3 separate regions of the Hordeum vulgare genome follow, and regions 2 and 3 are each linked to region 1. The links are chromatin contacts, called in public Hi-C maps. All regions are on one chromosome and are shown on one strand. Each heading gives the region's core, a stretch centred on a gene start, on an enhancer-like site or on the middle of the called end of the contact. The rest is flanking DNA. Distances are from core to core; before and after follow the strand shown. Region 1 holds the start of LOC123406045 (kinesin-like protein KIN-7C). Region 2 holds the start of LOC123403401 (GATA transcription factor 6-like). Region 3 holds the start of LOC123402421 (RING-H2 finger protein ATL79-like).

What was found. A called contact is a pair of places that touch in the nucleus more often than the background predicts.
Region 2: a Hi-C map of leaf shows a contact between it and region 1, with 6 times the contacts expected there. The contact joins the promoter of LOC123403401 here to the promoter of LOC123406045 in region 1. A contact is called at or near these places in 2 of 6 Hi-C or Micro-C datasets (leaf and seedling).
Region 3: a Hi-C map of seedling shows a contact between it and region 1, with 2.5 times the contacts expected there. The contact joins the promoter of LOC123402421 here to the promoter of LOC123406045 in region 1. A contact is called at or near these places in 4 of 6 Hi-C or Micro-C datasets (leaf and seedling).

What each region holds. Positions count from the first base shown.
Region 1 is chr6H:398,939,412-398,944,402 of MorexV3_pseudomolecules_assembly, forward strand. It overlaps LOC123406045 (kinesin-like protein KIN-7C), which reads right to left and starts at 2,287. Exons shown (of 14, transcript XM_045099544.1): 1 at 2,008-2,287; 2 at 1,169-1,462; 3 at 682-771; 4 at 492-592; 5 at 290-403; 6 at 120-201; 7 at 1-30. The coding sequence starts at 1,415.
Region 2 is chr6H:399,407,892-399,412,882 of MorexV3_pseudomolecules_assembly, forward strand. LOC123403401 (GATA transcription factor 6-like) reads left to right here and starts at 2,303. Exons shown (of 3, transcript XM_045097336.1): 1 at 2,303-2,520; 2 at 2,648-2,941; 3 at 3,038-4,146. The coding sequence starts at 2,362. The coding sequence ends at 3,802.
Region 3 is chr6H:398,672,980-398,677,970 of MorexV3_pseudomolecules_assembly, forward strand. It overlaps LOC123402421 (RING-H2 finger protein ATL79-like), which reads right to left and starts at 2,145. Exons shown (of 1, transcript XM_045096347.1): 1 at 885-2,145. The coding sequence starts at 1,653. The coding sequence ends at 1,099.

The sequences.
Region 1 (4,991 bases), core at 1,037-3,536:
TTAAGAAGGTCTCCCCGGTTCTCCTTTGAGCTATTACAATCACGTAAAGCACAAATGAGAACATACAATAACCATAATTTCCACAAAATGGAAGCTGCTATTAGTAAGCAATATTAAACCTTCGCAAACAGAAATAAGTCCCTTGAGGTGGTTCCAGTCCCTTAATATAACCTCCATAAGATTCTCCACGTAGGTGCCTTTCTGTAGAATAAACAACAATAAACCGGTTAGCAAACATGAGCATAACATTACTCAAAGTTAACAATGCTGAGAAGGAGCACCTTATTACCTCTGCATCATCCCAAAGTCTAAGAGGAGTATTTTCTGCACTCAGAAGATCCCTAACAACTTCATTATATATTTCAATTGCTGAGAACTTCAACACAAATGCTCTCTCCTCATGCTGAAAAAGAAACACTGATTTGAGGACTTTGTAACAATCGAGACCAAAACCTGGCCATGGAAGCTATGGTTGGTAGGGAGTTGATCACCTTGTTAATATAATCATATATATCTGCTACTGTGCACTCTGTCACTCCAGTCATAGTATATGTTTTCCCACTACTTGTTTGCCCATACGCGAAAACACTTGCTGAGAGAGAAGACACACTCTGATTTAGTTCAAACGCTATGATGTTTCACAATTTTGGACTCATAAGCTTTTGTGCAGTTTGCACTCACAGTTAATGCCACCAACTACAGAGAGGGCAACTTCCTTGACCCCTTCCTGGTAGACTTCTTTCGTACTGCACTCAGAATGAAATACCCTGTCTGCAAATACAAGAGATTTATGTTTAACAAGGATGCACACTAGGAAAATGGAACCAAACTATACGAGTATTACCAACTAATAACCCCAACTCACCTGAGATCCCTACATAGCAATTGAGCAATTGAGCACATTGAAATGATTTAAACAATAAGTCAACAATAGATAAAGGCATGATCACTATGCAGTAATAATATACACATCAAGTATACATGAAATTGTGTAGGGAAATATGATGTTTGAGTGTTGCTTCTGAGAGCCGTTGTAGTACTCTACATCAGGTGTTATGAAAATGCTCCCAAAAAACAGTACTAAAACTAATTAAGCATACTGAAGACCAGCGCAATGAAAAACCACAAAAGATGTAAGCATGAGAAGAGAAGAACACAGTGCACTGACCAAATGTGTATGCGGTTGGAGCTGTGGGTCGATCCGGGAAGGTACTCCGAAACATGATGGTGGTGTCATTGATGCACTCCCACTCCGCAGGCTCACCCCTTGCAATCTCCTTGTCACTCAGAGGTCTCACCCTCACCAAGACCTGTATCCTATCCAGGCTTCCTGCGCCACTTCCACCGCCGTTCACCACCTCAGCTCCATTCATCTTGTCCCACTGCACGGATTCGTCGCCTCCAATCGCCCCCATTCGCTCCCACACTTACCTGCCCCCTCCTTCACCTCTCCCTACACCGTCTGCCAGAAATGCAGCATTATAAGACCACAGCCAAGAAGCAAGGCACATATGATACGTACAGGAATAAAGAAGAAGCAGACAAGAAGGCAACACGGCAGGACGCACGAATCTGTCCTATCCCAGTGGATTTGAGTGCCGGGCAAGGCTGTTGACGAGCTCGCTGCTGCTGCGGGTGGAGGAGAAGGCAAGCATTTTTATGTGGACCCTTCGCTAGCAGTAATTACGCGCATCATCAGGATTCAGGACAGTGGTTAGCATGTCCGATGGCCGGGCACCACCGGAGAACCACCGATTATCCCAAATCTATGGCGCCCCTGTCACGCTAACCATCCTCCTTCCCGAGGAATTCGTAGTTATTAGCAGATCTGCGCGAAGCAATCGCCTGACCTAAGCACTCCCTAACAACCGAAAACAGTAGCCCTGGCAGGCTCACATCGACGTCGCCACCAACCAGCCGCAACAGCAGCTCTCCTCCCCTCTCCTCTGGTGACCAATAATGCTCAAGCAATAACATAATAAAGGAAAAGCGGGTAAGTTACTATACCAAGGCTTGGCGAAGACGGGCGGCTCCGGAGGGCGAGGAAGCGACGTTTCTCCGGACGGCGGCGGCGGCCATGGCTGGGGCGATTTCAGGTGGGGGATTCGCGGGGAAGTGGGGGGTTTTGGAGTCGGGGGGCTGGGAGTGGCGCCGGCCTCACCGCGTGCGACTGCTCCCCACGACGATCGATTTGGGGGGAGAGAAGGGTCAGGAGTGTAAGAGACGGTGGCTCGATCTTTTTTTTCCTTTCCTTTTTTTCTTTTTCTTTCTGCCAACCCCAGGAGACCGTTGCTTGGATTCCTCTGTCTCCTCTTTCGCAGGGCTCGTTTTCAATGATCTTGCTTAGTGGGCGCTTTTGCATGCAGGCCCTTTACGTTCTATATTGTTTCAGTTAAGTGCTTTTCACGTACTCACAAGTTTTGTACGCCCGTGCTGATGCTGGCATCGTATTGTACGAATAAGTGGCTACTGGTGGCGAGATCGATCCGAAATGTGATGACAATGTAGTGCTGGTTCACCTGCACCAAGTCCAAGAGTAATGAATCACTCGGATGGTAATATGGTATGCTTGGCGAAATCTGAGCGCACACAGAACCGGATACGTACGAGGGAAGGGACAAGGGATGCCGGGGAAGTAAAGAACGGAACATCCATGGTATACGTGCCGTGTATTTATCTCGGCAAGTTAATGCGGCGTGGAAATTTCGTGCGGGGGGCAGACGGACAGTGCGACGAGCAAATTCAAATGCTTGGCCGTTCGACGGAGTAGTAGTAGTGAGCGGTGGACCGCTTCTGAAGGTGTGGCTTCTTCGGTGGCCGGTGAATATCGGAGAACTGCTCACCACTAACGTGTATTGGTCGAGAACGTGCAGCTCCGGCTCCGGCTCCGGCCGACACCACCTCAACAACGGCTATAATTTGGCCTCTCGTTATTTTAAACGCGATCGGTTTACTCTAGACAATGGTTGATGTATTACTATATGGTGCCTTCTTCTTTTTATTGCGGGAATATCGGAAGTCAACTTTATCCATTTGTTAAGGTTTGTCCAAAATATTGTTCTTTTTCTTGGAAGTTTCTTCCCGCCATAAAATAAAATGAAAAACCGTGTCGGCAGTGCATACTTTTATGGAGTCAACTTATCCATTCGTCCCCCCTTGAATAATGAGAATATTATTTCCCTCGTAAAAGAACTTTTCCATTTATTAAGGTAAGTCGAAAATTAGTTTATTTTAACGACATACAAAAAGCTCATCCTTTTTGTTAATCCGATTATACTTCACTAGTAAAATTTCCCTCGTAGTGTATATAAATAAATACAATAAATGATTAGAATTGCCTTCAAGATTAAAGCTCATTTCCCCCTCATACATATGGGTGTGTTTGGATATTAAATGGATGCCCACCGGGCCACTCAAAATCAAGCCACCTCGACAGTTTGCGCTCCCTCAAATCCAGCCATATGCGGGGGAGAAAAGTGGTTGACCAAATTATCCGTCATGTTATCGTTAATAGGCAGTCCCAACACAAAATCCCCATCCCGCGATTTTTCCTGCCGGACCCTCCCCTTCTCACTTTGTTTCCCACCTTAGCGACACATTTCGTGTTGGAGCCCGCTCCTAAAAAAACAGATGATGTCGATCTCATCTTAGCCATGACAGCCTCTCTCCTTTAAACCATACTTCGCGCTCTGTTTTGATCCCCTTCCTCCGTGTTGGTGTTGATGTGCCACCGCCATCAAGGGGGACGATGCTTGCTTCACCCATGACTCCCCTGTCTCGTGATCCGTTGCCACATTGTAACATATAATTGAATGTCATGCGGTACCACAAAACAAAAATATAATGTATGTTGTTGGACATGATGGGCTTGTCCATTAGCGGTAGACCCATGGACGTGCATTTCAGGGCCCACCTAGGGTCCCACACAGTCATCAATGTTCTTAAAGCTATCGACGCAGTCTCGGTCTCACTCGGGCGAACAGATTCTCCCTCGGATGCACAGGGTCACTCGGACCGCCTTCGATCAATCGGACGTGCTCCGACACTCGGACTAAAGCAAAGTCACAATGAGAAAGAGACTGCAACGGCAAGAGACTTAAACTACCACATAAAGCACAATGAAGATCGGCGTTACTAGTAACACCGCACTTAGAGCAGCTGTTACTAGTAACTTCCGAAGTTATTAGCATTAACTCACCCTCCTAATGGCATTCGGCCCGTCGTGTCGCACTCTATATAAGCTGCACCCAAGCTCCTCGATGAAAGTGCAATCATGCCATTTATCATGTTTTGATGTTGCTGACAACACACATATAGACAACTAATCACTAATCCCCTCTTAAGCTATTGTTAATGATCATGTGTTGATAAGGACAAGCTCATGTGCTAACAAGGACAAGATCAAGATAAGCATTCCTCAGCACTACATGCTTGATTCTTGTGGATGTTCACATGGTGGACAAATGAAGATGAATACATAAGCTAGGCTTTCCACATTGTGTATGGGAGAGCTACTTGAAGACTTCATCATGTCTTGCTTTCAACTTGAGCCAAGAAGGAACAACAACATCAAGCTCAAGTGAAAGGGCTAACTCAAAGGTATCAGTTCCTTCGACGTTAGTGGTGCGGAGTGATGATCAGCGAATAAAAGTATACAATCAAGTATGGATCATCAGTACCCTTTTTATGATTCTTGAGTCTTTAGGGATCCCGCACTATTAAGAGGGGATCACGGGCCTTGCGATAAATTTTCTCAAAACTACATCTCCACTTCTCATTTGAGATCTTCCAAACAGAACCCAACAGTAACAAACTCTCGGACATCCAGCTCACTCCGGACATCCGAGGGCCGGACGACCGACCCCTTCGATATTCCAGAGCCTTGTAACAGAGTCAAAATCTCGGACATCCGGCTCCCTCCGGACGTTCGAGGGCCGGACGTCTGACCTCCTTCGGATATCCGGAGCCTTTGATCAGATCCAAACTCTCGG
Region 2 (4,991 bases), core at 1,053-3,552, 470 kb after region 1:
GAAGGAGCTGACGCCCGAGGATCGGGCTTGGGAGTCGGCAAAGAGAAATGGCCAAGGCACGCGGCGGGCGCAAGGGATGAAGCAGCGTCTGCCGTGGCCATAGCCGCCGCATCGCAGCAGGAGGATACGAGTGCACGTATCGCAGCGGCTACAAGTGAGGCGCTTTTGTACCTAGAGTAAAACCTTGGCCATCATGGGGTTGTCAGCGTCGTTGTGGCCGCGGCTAGCACATGCTCGTCTGCCTTCCCTCGGATGGCGTTACCACAGTCACCCACACATCAATAACTCATCCGATCCCCGGCTTCTACGTCTACCCCAGGCCTCCCGCCTCTCCGGCGAATGCTCGCTGGAGGTGAGCGTGATGACGCCATCCACGCCCGCGCCCTGCCCCGCGCACATCGACCTCAACTCCAGACCGGTAGCCGATGTCTCGTCATCCGGTGGGACGAGGAAACACGCGTGGGAGATGTCAGCCGACATGTTCTCCGATGCCCGCAACCTGTTTGATGGAATGCCGGTAGCCATCAACAACGAGAGGGCAAACCACTTCATACAGAGCATCATCTTCGAGGGCGCTCTGGCAGTCGCAAATGGTTCTGGTTACGATCTTGATGAGACCCAAAGCTAGGACGGTTGTGGTGGACCGTTCACTCCGTTGACCTATGACCAAGCTCGCATGCAGCTAGCCTTCGTGCAAGATCAGGTCGGCCTGGACCTGGACGGCTTCCCACCCGACCACGTGTTTCCGGATGACTATAGCCTCAAGGAAGAGGATGAGGCGGACATTGACGGAGAGCCTCTGTTCGAGGACGAGCTCGTCACCCAAGTCACCGAGGTGCAGCCCAAGCGAAAGAGCAAACAAACGAAGGCATACACGAGGGTTGAGGACAAGCTCCTTTGTGAATGTTGGAGGGACATTGGGCAAGACCCCAAGGTCGGCGCCGATCAAAAGGCATCAACCTTTTGAATTTGTGTCCGTCGTGAGTTTGGCGAACGCAAGAAGTTCACGTCGTACCAAATGCAAAGCACGCGAGGGCGGGTGTCCATTTTAAAGCGATGGAAAGTGATCCAACAAGAATGCAACAAGTTTTGTGCCACTTATAAGAGCATCAAGCACGCCCCGTGCACGATCGACATACAAGACATGGTATGCATACCCCCTCTTTGTTTACATGTTTATTTGTTAATATACTTGCGTGTAATTTATTTGTAGGCGTTCCAAGCTTTAGAGACATTCGTTGTCCAACATGAAGGCAAGTCCTTCAACCTTTCTCATTGTTGAAGGATCATCAAAGATGAGGAGAAGTTCAAGCTCCAATATGCCACCCTCACAACGTATTGGGGGGGGGGGAGGAAGCCGTGGAGGAGGTTGGGGAGGGTGAGAAGCCACGGCCGCAGGGAAAGACCAACTACTAGAAGGACGACAAGTGGGATGCGGCGTCAATCTCCTTGAGTGCAACCGTGGAGGGCATGATGACCAAGAGGGATTCAAGGTAGGAGAAGCACCGACAAGACAAGGAAGAGAAAATGAACGCCTTCATGGAGATTCAAGGGGGGGGGCTTGAGATGGAGGCGGAGAAGCAAATCAGGATGCTTGAGATGGAGGCGGAGAACCATGCCAAGATGCTAGAGATCATGCCGTCAATGCCAAGACCAAGGCGAAAGAAGTGGCTCTCGTTAGCATGATGACGGGGATGGAGATCATGAAGGTGGATCTCAACACCATGTCGTCAAGGAAGAGACCGTGGTTCGAGAAGATGCAGGCCGACATGCTCAAGTTCAACGACGAGTGATCTATGGCTTCGAGCGTCATCCTTTTTTGTATGCCAGCAAGTGTGTTGGCATGACCACGGCCATGATGGCCTGGTCGAACTCCCGTCCCTTTTTGTGTGCTGACATATGTATCGACCGCTCGCACGTGCGCCACACATGAACTATTTTCTGAATCTGACATTATATGTCGACCGTGGCATGCTATCGGCATGAAATTTGGACAACGACATGATCACTGGCTTGATCTACTTTTCAAATGTGTGCACGGACATAAAATGGGTCGTGGATGTTGGACGCACTGCCATCCAAATCTGAAATAGGACAGACGTCGAGCGGACGGTCGATCCAAATAAACAAAAAAAAATAAAAACATCGTCCGTTTGGACCGGGACGTTGGCGTTGCTCTAAAAACATGACTATTGACTATTAGCACTTGTGCATAATTAAACATTATTTTTCTTGACGATGAAAAAGAAATGGAGTGGAGCAACGTGATTGAGGGAGAGCAAAGCGGGTGAAAAAGGGTGGGGGAAAACAACATAACGCAACAGTGCATTTGTTGCGGACACGGACTTTGGCAGCCATTCAATGACCCACCAGACACTCATCTCTTCCGCCCCTGCCGCTGCCTTTTCCTCTGCTCCTCACCTCCTCAACGCCTCCCTCCCTACCCTTTCCCACTCCTCCTCCTCTGCAGCCGCCTCCGCCATGTCGTCGTCGTTCGCGCACCACCACGGCTCCCTGCAGGTAAGCATGCATAGCCTCTCTGTCCTCAGACGTGTGTGTGTGAGAGAGAGAGTGAGACGGTTATTGTTTAGCAAGAGAGGGAACTGACGAGAGCTTGCTCTCCTGCTTTCTGTGGGTGCGGTTTCAGGCGGAGAGGATGTCTGCGCTGAGAAGTAGCCTCAGGCCGTACGAGGCAGTCGAGGAGGTGGCGGCCGCCGCGGTCGCTGGGCCGACGGCGTGGGGAGCCGGGCTGTTGGGTGACGGCTTCTCGGTGGAGGAGCTCCTTGACCTTGAGGAGCTCTGCGAGGTGGACAAGGAAGACGGCTTTCTCTGCGAGACGGCTCCGGCCACCGAGGAGGAGGAAAAGTGCAGTGACTCGCACGGCTCGTCGGCGGTCTCCTACGAGCTCATGCCGCTTCTTCCGCCGGAGATGGACCTGCCGGTAAGACGTTTGACCCTTTTTTTTGCTTTCTCCGGCCAGACGGCGCTATTTTAGGTCTACAGCGTTATTCATTTCTTTTGCGTGCTTTCTGTGTAGGCCCACGACGCGGAGGAACTGGAGTGGGTGTCGCGTATCATGGACGACTCGCAGGCAGAGCTCCCGCCTCCGCCGCAGCTCCCAGCGCCAGCGGCGTGGCCACCGCAGCACCGCCGGCCGCAGGAAAGCGCCGTGCCGGCCGTGGACCCTATGCGGACCCCGACAATATGCGCGCTTTCCACTGAAGCGTTGGTGCCGGTGAGGTCCAAGAAGCGTAGCAAGCGCTCGCGCGGCACCACCGTGTGGTCGCTCTCCGGCGCGTCCATATCCGACTCGGCGTCGTCGTCCGCCACCAGCTCCTCCTGCTCCTCGTCGGCCTCCCTGTCGTCCTTTTTCCTAATGGACTCCCCCACCTTCAACCTCCTGGACGAAGCGCCACGCACGAAGAACAAGAACAAGAAGTCCAAGCACAAGCCCAAGAAGCGCGGGCGCAAGCCAAGGAGCCATCTCCCGCCACAGCTGTCGGGCGGCGCCGCCTCCCCGCCGGTCCAGGGAGACCGGCGCTGCAGCCACTGCGGCGTCCAGAAGACGCCCCAGTGGCGCGCGGGGCCGGAGGGCGCCAAGACGCTGTGCAACGCCTGCGGCGTGCGGTTCAAGTCGGGGCGGCTCCTCCCGGAGTACCGGCCGGCGTGCAGCCCCACCTTCGTGGGCAACCTGCACTCCAACTCCCACCGCAAGGTGCTGGAGATGCGCCGCAAGAAGGACCCCGTCGGCGTCGTCGTCATCGAGGTCGCCGCCGCCGCGCCGGCCGTTGCCTCGTTCTAGCCGCCCCTCCCCGCGGCGGCTAGTGTACATCTTTTTCGGCCGTGTCGTTGATTAGTCTGTTGTAACGTACTCCTCGTGGATTTTTCTTGGCGTCCTCTATTTAGTTGTTGCCCTACTACTAGAACTTATTAGAAAGTAGTTTTAGTAGGAGTCTATTAGGTCGTGTTAGGTGTAGGGATTACCACCACTCTACTAAGCTTTGGGGTTTAGCTTTGGTCTGTTAGGATATTGCCGTAGAGGTGGCGCCTTTTTAGTGGAGTCTCGGGAAGAAAGCTTTTCGAAGTTGTTTGAATCATGAGAGGCAGAAGTGGCAATGTCCATGGTCGGGTTATCTTTGGTGTGAAGCAAGAAGCTAGCTAGATGCCTTGTTTTTCTTTAAAGGAAGCTGCCATGCCCATGGTTCCAGAAGAATACCATGTCTGGTAGTAGTGTCATGGCGTGCAGGATTCCCTTCTTCCTCTTCACCTGAGCAATTCAGCAGGCCCCGTGCCAAATCCACCTGCTGCCTACGGCTCTCCGTCATTACTGCAAACTCGTAGTATGTGCAGTAGGATGATGGACACAGCACCGCACATATAGCGTACAATCAGTAGCCTGATAACTGCACCCTTACCGTCCCATCTACGACACCCAAATTACTAGTGCATTAAAGTGGAGCCAGTGGACTAGAGGCCACGGGGGTGCCAGCCAAAAAATTTCACCAGAGTCCTGAGGTATATACGAGAAGAACGCAATTGTATATTTGTACTGTATTTGGGGCCTTTTTACCAGTCAGCACTGACCGCCTGGCACTGGCAGAGCGTAGCGAATGGCGCGCGAGTTACTTTGAACGAAACGTTTCTACTAGCCATTGGAGCTATCTTGGCAAGGTCATGGCCAGGTGCCTTGAATTTTGGGCATCCCGCATTTTAATATACTCCATTCGGACAGAGTAGTGCTTTGGTTGCAGCGGGCGTACTGCGATGCTCCCTCTCGTGATGCGAATTTCCTGCCAGACCAGGTGCGCAGGTCCGTTTGCACGAACAACGTGCATTAAATAACCATCTTGGAATTATATTTTTTTAATACGAGATTATTGAGAAAATATATATTTGTATACTTACATGGAAGTGCGAGCATTTTTTTTTGCAACGAAGTGTCGACCATGAAAGAGCTAAGCATGAACTCACGTGATTCTTACTAGATTAAA
Region 3 (4,991 bases), core at 895-3,394, 270 kb before region 1:
ATCATAGTATAGTTCATTTATTGTCATGAAAGACACATAGTAGCACATCATTTAATATGATACGGTATCATGATATGATACTCAACCCTCTTTTTCTTCATTTAATTCTATGCCACCTCATAAAAAATGCCTAGTTGGCATGCATGATACTCCCTCCATTCCTAAATATAAGACGTTTTAGAGATTGTACTATAAACTACATACGGATGTACATAGACATATTTTAGAATATAGATTCATTCATTTTACTTCGTATGTAGTATCCTAGTAAAATCCCTAAAAAAAATTTATATTTTGGAACGGAGGGAGTAGCCTTAGGTTCGTCAGCCTTTGCGGCAGCGAAGACGAAAAACATTGTCTTGTCGGCGGAGGAGAGGCTGAGGCCTGTGAGCCGTGGTGCTTGGCGCCAAATACTCCAGTGGCGCTGCTCCCAACGGGACGACTGCGACGCCCAACGCATCCCAATCAGACCGACTCCACGGCGACCACCCGCCGAACGCCGATGCCACCTGCCGCGCCAAAAGCCAACCAAACCTCTACACGATGGTCGCAAAGCAAGCAGCCCCACCGCTAGTAATATTCTCGCAGCAGCGCCCTACGGAGCCTACAACACTCCATCATCCCGTCTTCCTCTGCTTTACCGCTTTTCTGTTCTTGTCTCGTATCCACTCTAGCCCCCGGAAGGAATCCGTCGACCCAGAGCTGTGCCTTGTCAGTTTGTCACTGACGACGAGCCTGCTCGGACGCCAAAATATGCAGGCCTACAGCCAACGGCACTGGAATTCATCAACGGAGTGTGCAAGAATCCGACAGATGCGTCATGCAATGCAAGCTTGACATGAGATGAGAATGCAAGAGCAATGATTGCAAATTACGATCCGAGCTGATGGATATGGCCGTAGTCGATTTGCATTGTCAGACGCCATCAAGGAGTAGTAGTACAAGCACTCGATTACAAATCACGCGACGACAGAGCTGAGCTCCGGCAAGCTCCCCCACCGTGACGCACTTGATGTCGCTTCTTGTCGGCGGTACAGACAAGAGTGACCACGGATCCATGACTGACCCAGCGCCGGAGGTGACAGCGTCCTGGTTTGGCTACGGCTCTCCGGCCCGCGACAGCCGGGACGGCGCGCGGCAGGTGGGGCAGCTCGCGCGTGCCGCGAGCCACCCGTCCACGCAGGCCCCGTGGAAGGGGTGGCCGCACGCCGGGAGCACGCGGACGCGCTCGCCGTCTGCCAGCTCCGACAGGCAGATAGCGCACTCCGCGTCGCCCCATCCGCCGGCCAACTGAACGCCTGCCCCTGCCCCGGCCTCCACGGAGAATTCGGCGGTCGCGGCGTCGGACGGAGGCTTCGGCGGCTGTGGCTGCCCCTGCGCCCGCGCACGCGCACGCGCGGCGCGGCGGCTGGCGAGGCGGCGGAGGAGGAAGCGGGCGGCGGCGTGGAGGGAGAAGGCGAGGAGGGAGACGCAGGCGAGGATGATGAGGATGGTGGCCACGTTGGAGAAGAATGCCCGGGAGCTGGTGTAGGGTCCCCAGGCGTCGCCGCTGGCGTGAGGCAGCGGCCTACGGGGAGGCGGAGACGGGACGACCATGGTCGCCGCCGTGGCGTTCATGGGGGGCGAGGCGGTGTGGTTGGTCCGGCGTGCCATGGCGTTCGATCTATAGTATAGAGAGTGGTGTCGACGGGGCGGAGCGGGACAGTGAATGAGTGTAGGAGGGCGAGCCTGCGAGGAGGCGTCGTTGTCTGGGTTTGGCAGACGGCCTTGGCTTTTTGTATGGCTTCTTTTCTTTCCTCGGAGCTGACGGAGTGCTACTCAAAGTGGGAGTGGAGTAGTAGGCCGGAGACCAAGCATGCGTGCACGAAGATGCCTTGCGCCATACCTCACCTCACGCAGGCTCGCTTGTTTAGAAAACGGACTCTGAATGCATGTCTCATCCGAATTCAGATTCAGGATAGAGTATACCATGCCCTACTTCCTAGACCAACTGATGGCGTTAGTACTACTAGTTTACTTAACCCTGGTCAATGTTCTTCTCCTGCTACCAAGAAGGTTAATGCGAGCTTTTAAAGTTTTTGCCCCTCGCCACCTCATCGAGCGTATCAAAAAGAAGAGCAGGCGTCCTCTTGGCGCAATCCCCAAGAGCTGCAAAGCATCAAGTGTTCAATCCTCTCTGTGAGTCTGTTTGATGTTTTACATTGGAAAATACTCTAATCTGCAGGAAAAAAATTTGCACGTAAAAAAAAATCAGAGAACCTTTGTAGGCTATTCATAGTGAAAAGTAATTTAGACTAATAACATATGCATTTATCATTTATGTTACTCCCTTCGTTTTATAATGTAATGCGTCCTCGATTTTCAAGCTTAAAATTTAATCATAAATTTAACCAACAAGACCAACTCGGGGGAGCATAAATTATACCACTGAATTCGTATACCAGTGGATTCGTATTTCAATATGAATCCAGTGACACAATTTATGCTTCCCGTAGTCGGCCTCATTGACTAAATTCATGGTTAAACTTAAATCTCAGAAAACACGGACGCATTACATCATGAAATGGATGAAGTACTTTCTTCAAATCATACTAGTATATGATCCTCATCAAGGAGTTGCAGCCATAAAAAATGATATAAGTGTATATGGTTATACAACCCAAATTTTACTAAATTTCAGTTATGAACTTAGAAGCATATGCATCCATCATTTCCTTGCACATTTGATTTTTAGAGCCAACAAGACAGACATTTGAATTCAAATTCCACTTTGAGTGAAAGTCATGTAGGTCTCTTAAATTGTTTTAGGAAAACTTGCATAACGACAGGATTTTTTTTTCTAAGATGATATTTGCCCTAATTATTTTTGAGTGGACTAGAATTTGCAAACAGTTTAATTTGGGCAATTAAACTATAAGGAAAATTCTCGATATAATAAACAGAACAAGAAAATTAGAAAAAGGAAAAGTAAAACAATTCAAATAGGTTCACTAGTTATTGACAAAATACAGTTTCTCAAAAACCCTTGGAGAAATATTCATTTAGTCAGAAATATTCCCGAGATAATTTAGGATTTTTTCGAAGAAAATTCAAATTCAAATTTGAAAAATGAAAACAAAGAACATGAACCAAAAACAGAAAAGAAAAGAGAAAGAAAAAATGGCCCAGCCAGCTGACCATGTCGTGCCCGCTCTCTCTCTCTCCCTCTCACTCACACGATTCCACCGGAGCGCCATTGGGCTACCCACACCACCATCAACGTCTCCACCTTGACAAAGAGACCGCGACGAGATTCCAACGAGCCTCTACCCCCTCGCGACCACCCGACCCCTCCAGGAGATCCACCGCATCGAGGCGACCCCGTGGACATCTCCGATGAGCCCGGGGCCCCCTGTAGCCCCGAGTTTGATGGAGGCCGAAGATGGGCGCCGCTGCCGTCGTTGCTCGGGTGAGCCTCTTGCATTTGGCCCTGCACCTTTTTCCATCTGCCTCCCCATGCTCGTGTGCACCTTCTGACCAAGTCCTACATCCAGGAGCGCCCGCGTTTGAGCACATCGACGACGCTCAAGCCGCCAGCAACTCTGACGAGCCTCCCCGTCGTTGTCTTCGTCATCCCCGAGGCCAGCCAACACCACCATCATATTCGTTGTCTCGCAGTGTGTCAAATTGTACCCCTCGCATAGCCTAGGAGCCCCTGGAACGCCGGCAACCTCGACGACCGAACACTGCGCCATCGTGCACGTGTTTTTTGATGACTCTCCGGTGAGGAGACCTGATGACGTCAAACCCTGCCCTTCTTCATTTTGATTTCTGATGTTAGATCTGGATTGGACAGCCCAAGTTTAATCACTTAAATGAACCGAGACTTGCCAACCAGAAGTTGTGACATTGACAACATTATCCGAAAGAAAATTGTTACTTAAAAAGAAAATGCAATTTTGCAAAAGAGCACTCGAATTTAAAACTATCATAACTAATTATCCATAGATCCAAATTGAATGATTCTTTTTACAAATGAATTCTTAGGAGATGTACTTTTGGAATAATTTAATAAAAAATGATTTTAAACATAATGATTTAAATACCAATTAGGCCAACTTTCAATTTACAAAATCCAATTCATGCGATCCTTTTTGCAGATTGGAACTCATGAAATGTAGTTTAAATTAGTTCATTGTTAATTAAAAAATAAAATATATTTAATTAGTTTGTGGGCACAAACTTAAAAACTCTAAATTCAAAGAAGTTGACTCAACATGAAAAGTAAATGGTGTAAAAGTAAATAGATTGCCCCTTCGGAGAGGGAGGCAAGGATTTGTAGAGGTGCGAGAGCTCATTGTTTAAAAGAGAGATGAATATATTTTGGGTGGTCTGCCTTTGCTATCAATGTTACAACAAGGGATTTCAACATCTTTCATGATAATCACATTATTGGCAGTTCCCAAACAGAATTGAAATTCTACTCACCTCCAACCATTCAAACACTTTCCATGGCTAGCCGTATCCACGGGTGCCCCCAAACAATCAAATTTCTAGGGGGGTCATGTTTATTTATTTTTTGTATTATGCAGAACTGAGCATCCTTTTTACCAGCCTTTGTCGTGCAATGACAAGTGAATAAACACTCATCATGAGAATAACCCGCTTAGCATGAAAGATATTGATCGCCCCGATCGCTCCATGAGCGGTATGGGCACACAAAACGGATGTTTATTTGAAGGTTTTAGAGGTGGCACATGCAAATTTACTTAGAATGGCAATGGAATACCATATATATGTAGGTATGGTGGACTCTCATGGAATAAACTTGCCTCAAGGATTTGGATGCACAAGTAGTATCTGTACTTAGTACGAAGTTTTGGCTAGCAAAAGGTTTTAAACAAGCACCACATGTTGGAGGATTCATGACAATATAACTTCTATGCAAATATACCCAAACATAAAAATACGTTGTCTTCCTTGTCCAACTTCAACTATTTGATGAAGGTTGA